Regions from separate parts of the Anser cygnoides genome. Here region 1 is linked to region 2. The links are chromatin contacts, called in public Hi-C maps. All regions are on one chromosome and are shown on one strand. The core of a region is the stretch at or near the end of the contact, and the rest is flanking DNA. Distances in the headings are between cores, read along the strand shown.

Region 1 (3,925 bases), core at 890-3,389, 940 kb before region 2:
AACTTTATTTCTTCTCAGTTCAATGGCTGGGATATTTCAATCCAGGCTGATTAAAATAGTATGCTTTTGCTTTCAGTATACTAGAAATAAGTTGAAAGCTTTCAGCAAAATCTATTTTTTCCTACCTTCAAAAGTAATTAATTTTCAGTAATAATAATTTTATTTTTCCTCTGCTGGAAACAACACTTAAAAATTCTTGCTAATTCAAGTCATTAATTTTTTATGATCATCAAATGTTACCCAGTCTGTTCTTGAATCCTATAAACTGTACATGATTTTGTTCATCCAACATTAATATTGATGCCTGTTATTCATTGTTTTCCTTTATATAAATATAAAGAGCCTAACAAAGAAGAGAAATATTAACAAGTTAAGGGTCCAATTAATACATAAAAATACAAATACCAGATAGCTAAGATTAATGGTGGGTATTTTAATGGCTGAAATTATTAAGTAAATTTGGTTATTTCTTTAAAATAAGTAACCTGTTTCCAAGTATCAGTACTGGTTTACGCCAAGTCATTTGCCATATTCATAATACAATTCATACTTGAACGGTTTCTATTATTTCTTAGTAAATGATAATTTATACCAAGCTTCTTTAAATCTTGTAAAAGTTTTACAGTACATTAATATGTATGTATATAATCTAAATCAAAGGAAATATGTAATTAGACTTTGATGGTGTGAACTTCAATAGTAATACACTGATATTATTTCTGCCAAAGAAGTCAAAAGTAGGTCACCACATCTGACAGAGCTTGACATCTTTAAAATATGTCTATTTTGGGATTAACAAATATCAGTCACAATAGAATAATATAATTTTCCATTCCAATAGTAAGAACTATCTCAAACTTTTCTATTCTATTTCCTCTACACACAAACCTGCTTTTGCATAGGTTGCAATGAGAAGATCGTCAGGTCTGGCTTTGAAGTTCCACACTTGATCCCATATGCTGTATACTGGTTTTGTTAAGGGAATACCTTCCAATTCACACAGCTCAGTTTGGATCATTTTATCTTCCAGATGCAATTTTTCCATTTTATCCAGGGCCATTGTGTCCTGCACGTGGAATGAAAAGCTTGGAAATTAATGTTTGCTCTGAAAAAAACACCCAAATTTACTCACCCATTCTCAGGTTCTCTTTTACTGAATGAATTCCATATCCTCTGATTTCTTTGCCTATGATTTGACCTATCTGGGTCCATATTTAGGCTCCTTAAATCTGGATCTAACTTTAAGAAACGCTTGGCATATTGCTGTTGGTAACTCTCAGCATCTTTAAAAAACACTCCATTTACTCCGATACAGAAAGAGAAAAAAAATACATTCTTTCTAGCTTTAAATATTTTAGCAAACATGTTTGTGTAAAATGCTGACTGTAACAAAAAAAGTCATCAGGGATGTGATTCAAAAGAGAACAGAGCCTAAAAGCTCCCACTGGAGTCAGCACATAGGACCCAACCCTTCTTTCTTAAAGAAGAAGAACAGAAACTCCTGATAGCATCTTTTGGGTCTCATACTCACAAAAAATACTTGCAGGGCTTTTCTGTGTTCTGTTCCTGGAGCTTTTCACTCTTAGGATTCTTTGCTGAATATTGGAATTTGTTGCAGATGAATAACCTGAAACAGATAGATGATTAACTAAAGGTTGTTATACATTAATTATTCAAATTGATCTAGTTAAATCTAGTGCTGATCTTGCAGTTTTCCAGTAACTAGTTACTGTTTTCAGGATTTCTCTTGGGGAATATTTTAGCCATAAACTTCAGAGCTCCAGAATCTGGTCAGAGGGAAGTTCTGCTTAAGAGGAGACTACACAAATAATCTCAATTACAAATATCAGTCAGAAAAGACAAAAGTCAGATTTAAATCTCAACAGCAAACATTGCCAAAATGCTTTCTTTAATTTTCTTATTTACTCACACCTGTTTTCACATAGATTCTGTTGAGCAGAGCAAGCGGTTGGGTTGGTGTCTGGGCACTTACCCAAGAAATTAAAAAAAAAGAAAAAGGAGAAAGAAACTTGGCAGAGAATTTCTCATGCTTGAACGTCTTCAGTCCTGTGCTGTATCGATGACTGTGCACCTGCTTAGATCTTCAGGCAGAAGTAGGATGAAAGCTTGGGTGGAGTTTCTGTTCCTCCTATGAGTGTAAGGAGAGCAAAGGAGGAAATACAACACCGAACAACCCCTGAACATTTTTTTTTTTCCTGGCTTAGTTTATGACTATATTTTAATCCTGTGAAGGAAAACTACTTTAAATTCTCATGTAAAGTATGATTCTTTGCTGGCAATATTAGGTGTTGGCTAATACCTCCAGCAAGATTATTTTAACTTGTCTGTGTTGATGTCAGTAGTCATGGAATAATTTATTTTTTTTCCTAATGTTTAATCTAAGTTGCTAGAATAGTTTATTATTTGTGAACACCTAAGATCAACAGGACTGAGTGAATTGAAAGAAACTTGGTTCATTTTTCACCATATACTGCACAATGCTCATTTAATAGATGTGGACAGTTTCATTGCTGGGGCAAGTTGGTTTTGATATAGAGAGGTTTCTACACAGGCTTACTTTTCAGCTAGCATGACTAGGGGATTTGGGATCACTGCATGTGAGGTAATGTTTCTTTATAAAATTTAAGTCCCTGCCTATCTTTATATGAGGTTCTGGGAGAGAAACGGCATGCTGCAGATCAGCCATAAACAGCATAGTAACACTGGCTGCCAAAAGACTGCCAATGTCACTTTAATATCTAGTTCCTTGCTGTTGCAGACATCCTGAAATGTTCGAATGCATTGGGAAAAGCTGTCCTTTTTCTGAGGCAAAAGGGAGGTCACTCCAACTGAACTCGAGCAAGTTTGAATGGAAAACTGTTTTGAGACAGCATTGTTATCAGGCATCGCTTCTGTGTTCCACTGAAGGCATGCAAGCACTGTGAGGCCTCAAGCTCCTGTTTGCTCATCCTTTGGGTGGCCAGGCAACATTTTTATCTAAAAAATTTTTCTGTTGTCTCATTTTTAAAAGATAATTCATACATCCAAATCAGAGGAGGATGTGGCCATCCTCGCACAAATCTGACCCTTGTATGGTGGACTAATCAGCAATCCACCCCTCAGTCCACATGCAGTTTACCCTTCCCAGAGAGTTTATAAATTACAGGTTACATTAGTGAAGTGGGCTTTTGTACAAAGCCCAGCAGAGCCGACATGGACTGTTCAAGATTGCTGGTTCATCAAATATAATGCTTTATATAGGCTCCCAGTACAGAGGAGTACATAGTAAAACTGCAGATAAAAGAACAAGGACAGGAAGAGAGAAGGTGAGTGCAGGATACTGCAAACAGAACAAGACAGGTAGGGCAGATGTGCAATTGTGAGAGAGAAGGGGAAAGAGAAGGACAGGGTGATGGCTTTTCCCATGTAAGTCATAGCATACAGTTAGTGGGTCTGCTCCAAGGAGATGGGAACACACACACCAAATTGGCAGCATTCCCTATGCAATTTCAGGAAAGGTTTCCAAAGAATCGGGAAACAAGCAAAGAAACTAGGAAAGAAGTCAAAAGACTTCTCAATTGGTTTTAAGCCATCTACTTCATTGGCTTTTTTGGCTCTGACATGATGGTTTTGTTCTGAAGGCTGACAACACCAGATCTAAAAAATAACACAGAACAAGCACAGAATATGCTTTAAGGCCTAATATTTCTTTTTCTGTTTTGCACATCATTTTTATGTGGCTGTTATTCTCGAGCTCTGTAATCAGAGGCCTTGCCCTTTTCCCCACTACAGAAGCCCGTGTTGATTTTGCTAATCTTTCTCCTACCTGCATGTGAGGGTTCATTTGTTAATTCAAAATGGTGTTTATGATCCTCCTAGTTATGCAACTATCTTGATCATGCAGTAATCCCCAAAGTAAGTCAGC
Region 2 (3,812 bases), core at 548-3,047:
TTATCATATATTCAGCAGCAAGGACATAATAAAATCAACCATCCATTCAATCAGTGACTAACTCTGCTGTTGGTTTTGGAGAAAAACAGCAAAAGAGATCCTGAGTCCCACTGTACCACAACAGAGATCAGAAATATCATCTAGCAGAGGTAAAAGGCTAGTACAGCAGCTAACAGCGCAGTGACAGAAAAGCTGCAAGGAGAGCTAACGTTGCAATGAGTCTATATCTGTTTCATGGCCTATATTAAAATATTTGCTAATTACTGTCTTGATCTTAGCAGTACAGGTGCCTTCTGTCTCTACGTTTACTCGCTGCTCCCAAAAGCGACATCTTCTGTCAAAGTTTCAAGAAAGTCAGCTACGAGGACAAGACCGCTTAAATCGACCGGGGCCAGCCCTGAGACTTCAATATCCAGAGCTGTAAACCCGGGTATTTCCGAGAAGCTACAAAGTAATTTTCCTCCAGAAGCTCTAATCCTCCCTCCCGCACACGCTGTGCCCCTGCCACCATCTACGCGGTGCTGGCTGCTGAAGATTCCTCAAAAGCAGGAGGAGAAGCAGCGCTCTCAGGGAGACATTCCTGCCGAGCTCCTGCCCTGCCAGCCCTTTCAGATTCCTCCATGTTAAGCTCCCGGCCCCGGCTCTCGATGACATAAGGCACGCGTGGCTAGGCCGGGGAGGTCCGTGTTTATGAAGGCCACTCGTGGACGACGAGCCCAGCTCTCCTCCGTCGGCCGGCCACGAAGGCGGCGTGTTCCCGGGGAGCAAATATTGCCTCACGGCACACAAAAGGAGCGGAGTCCGGCTAGGGGAGGCACGCTGGGAAGCGATCAAGTTTGAAACTAACAAAAGAACAAGACGGCGGTGAGCGGGTGCCGCATTTAATCCACGGAGGCACCTCAAAACCCAGCGAGGCGGTGGGGCACCCTGCTTGTGCCTTGCCCTGGGGGGGGGGGGGGCTGTTAACTTTTGGGGTTTTAAAGCTTTCTGTCGTCCCGCTCACGGCGAAACCCCACGGTTTTGGGTCTTACGTTGTCCCGCTCATTGCTTTTTCGGGCTTCTGAAGTGGAAGCTAGGGGATGGAGAGAGGGCTGGGGGGGGGGGGGGGGGGCATTGCGAGAATATTCCCCACCGCCTGCCGCCTTTCACCCCTGGGACGAGGACACGGCCCCATCGGGGTCCCCCTCACGGGAACTTTTAGGGGGACGGCGGCCGGCCCCCCACCCAAAGGACCCCCCAACCCCCCCGGGCCAACTCCACTCGCCTCCCCCGGACACAAAGCGGCGGCTGTCGGGGGATGGAGACTGGGATTAGGATTAGGATTAGGACTGGGATGGGGGGGGGGGGTCACCGCCCGCCTGCCCCCCCAAGGGTGACACCCACCCCTCCCCCCGCCGCCATGCCCCCCCCCCCCCCCCGTTCGCCACAAGTTTGCGGCGCGGGGCCCGTCCCGCACCGCCGCCACCGCGCTTACCTCGGCTCGGCCCGGCCCGGCCCGGGCGGCGGGGAGCGGAGCGGAGCGGAGCGGAGCGGGGCGGGGAGGAGGCTCCCAGCCCGGGCGGGCTCCGCTTCTTTGTCTCCTCGGCGGCGGTGCCCGCTCGCTCGCTCCCCCCCCTCCGCTTCCCTCTTCCCTTCCCCGGAGCGGATGCGGGCTGCGTGCTCCGCTGGGGGCCGGCTCCCCCCTTCCCTCTTCCTCCTCCGGACGCGTCCAAGGCCCCGGCCCTCGGCGGCTCCGGCTCCTCCGCTCCCTGCCCGCAGCGCCCGGCGGCGGCCCCGTCCCCGGCCCCTCCTCCGGCAGCCGCCCGCCCGCCCCCCCCCCGGCACAGGCACAGCCCCGGCCCCAGCCCCCGCCCCCGCCCGGCCCTTCCTGCCGCTGCCGCTGCCGGGATGGCGCGGGAGGAGCTCCCCGGGCTCCCCCTGGCGCTGCGGGAGCGCCGCCCTTCCTCCCCCCGCAGGAAGGCCCGGACGAGCCGTGCCGAGCCGTGCCGAGCCGGGCAGGGCAGCTCCGTGCCCCCCCGGGAGCGCTCGAGTTGAGGGGGGCACCGCGGCACACGCACCCCCCAACCATCCCCCCCCGTGTTGAAGTTGACGCCCCGACACCCCCTCGAAGTTGAGGGGGGCTTGGCCAAAAAAAAAAGCCCCAGCCGCAGGCTTGTGGTCATCCCAAAAGCCGCCGCACACCGTGGTGTGGGTCATCCACCAGTGGCCAAACGTGGGAGGTCCCACAGATGTCGAAAGGGTGATGTGGAGGGATGAGATGGCGGTGCCAGGTACGGCCTCTGTCGTGCTGCCAGCCCCATCCCACCCCCACAGATCTACAGAGTAATTTGGGTTGGAAGGGACCCCGAAGATCACCCAACTCCAACCCCCTGCCATGGGCAGGACACCTCCCACCAGACCAGGTTGCCCAAAGACCCCATCCAGCCTGGCCTTGAACACCTCCAGAAATGGGGCACCTCCACCCCTGGGTGGGTCTGTGAGGTGGTGAGCTACGAAAGGTTTGGCCTTGTGGAGGTGGCCACCGGGTCCAGCAGGTAGAAAGCCACATGCAAATCCAAAATACACTCATCAGTGCCGAGAAACCGCTGTCCTGCTTTCCCCGACCAAGGAAAAAAAAAAAAAAAAGTGGGGATAACCTCATGCAGATTTTCAACTCTACATATACCAGTTACAGAAATACATGTCCCGAGACTGACCTGTGTTTCTATTTGAAATATTTCAGAAATCTTTGAATAATTCCCTCTTCCCCTTCTTAACTTTTACATGTTCTTACAGCGTTTAATTGATGGTTTTGGCAGCCCTGGTTGCCTTTTGCATGCCTGCTAGATAAAACCGAAAGAAAAGCGTGGCCTCTTGTTTCTTCCAAGACTTAGTGTGCACCTCAGGGAGGGACAGAAAGACTCAAGCCCTTTTGTACACACATTTGACTGATTCAGAGGGTTGTTAATCTCCCCTTCTGAACAATAATCTGACCCTGCTTTTTGAGAGCTGGGAAATATTTGGGGTCCCAGGAAGGGGAATTGCACTCTGCTCCACAGCCGCCACCTCACCATGAGGTGAGGCCTCGCTCCAGCCTCCCTCCAGGCTTCAGCCTGCGAAGGATTACACCAAATTTAGATGAGGCTGGCTGTTGAAGTACTTTTGGAAACACGTCTTTTGTTCCTGGAATAAAATACACTGTAGAGGCAATAGTAGAGAGGTGAATAACCCAGCTCTAGTTCACATTTATAATGCACAATCAGGTTTTTTTGTTTGTTTTGTTTTGTTTTTAGTTTTGTCCCTCCTTACCACAACTTGCTAATTTCATCATGCAAGAATCTCCTTTTTTGTCATTTTTTCTACAATGCCGCCGAGCTGAGGCTGTGCAGGGGAGGGTGGCAGGACGGTGCCAAGTCTCCAGTCCAAAAGAGACCTCCAAAAGTGTCCAGCAGCATAACACACCAGTAGAGTGTGGCAGTAGAGTAGGGCAGTAGAGCTCAAAGCTTCCCAGGTACCTAAAGAAACAAAAAATAAAATAAAAACGATGAAGCACACCTAGCTCAGGCAGATTAATGCTAATAGGATTTATGGATGAAAAATGTTCTGAGACAGGATTTGAATGAAGACATTGTCTTCAGGCAAAGGACTAATTTGAGGACTCTGAAGCATACTGTTGTTAAATATATTTAATTACGTTAAGAAATGATCCATTAAAGCTGGTTTTTCCATACTGTGGCTTATGACAAACAGAGGACACCGTAGAAAGGGATAGGAGTGGTATGTTGAAGGGTGCTCAGATTGCCTGCTGGAAGTATCCTTTTGTTTCGCCAACA

Evidence for each region. Hi-C and Micro-C count contacts between places; a contact is called where the count stands out from the background.
Region 1: a contact with region 2 is called in a Hi-C map of liver, with 8 times the contacts expected there. The contact joins the promoter of SULT1C4 here to the promoter of NCK2 in region 2. A contact is called at or near these places in 2 of 7 Hi-C or Micro-C datasets (both in liver).

The regions. Positions count from the first base shown.
Region 1 is chr1:145,989,099-145,993,023 of Taihu_goose_T2T_genome, reverse strand. It overlaps SULT1C4 (sulfotransferase family 1C member 4), which reads right to left and starts at 2,139. Exons shown (of 12, transcript XR_010826933.1): 1 at 1,994-2,139; 2 at 1,532-1,627; 3 at 889-1,066. LOC106041643 (a long non-coding RNA gene) reads left to right here and starts at 3,209. Exons shown (of 3, transcript XR_010826940.1): 1 at 3,209-3,326.
Region 2 is chr1:145,052,850-145,056,661 of Taihu_goose_T2T_genome, reverse strand. NCK2 (NCK adaptor protein 2) reads right to left here and starts at 1,797. Exons shown (of 6, transcript XM_066984773.1): 1 at 1,475-1,797.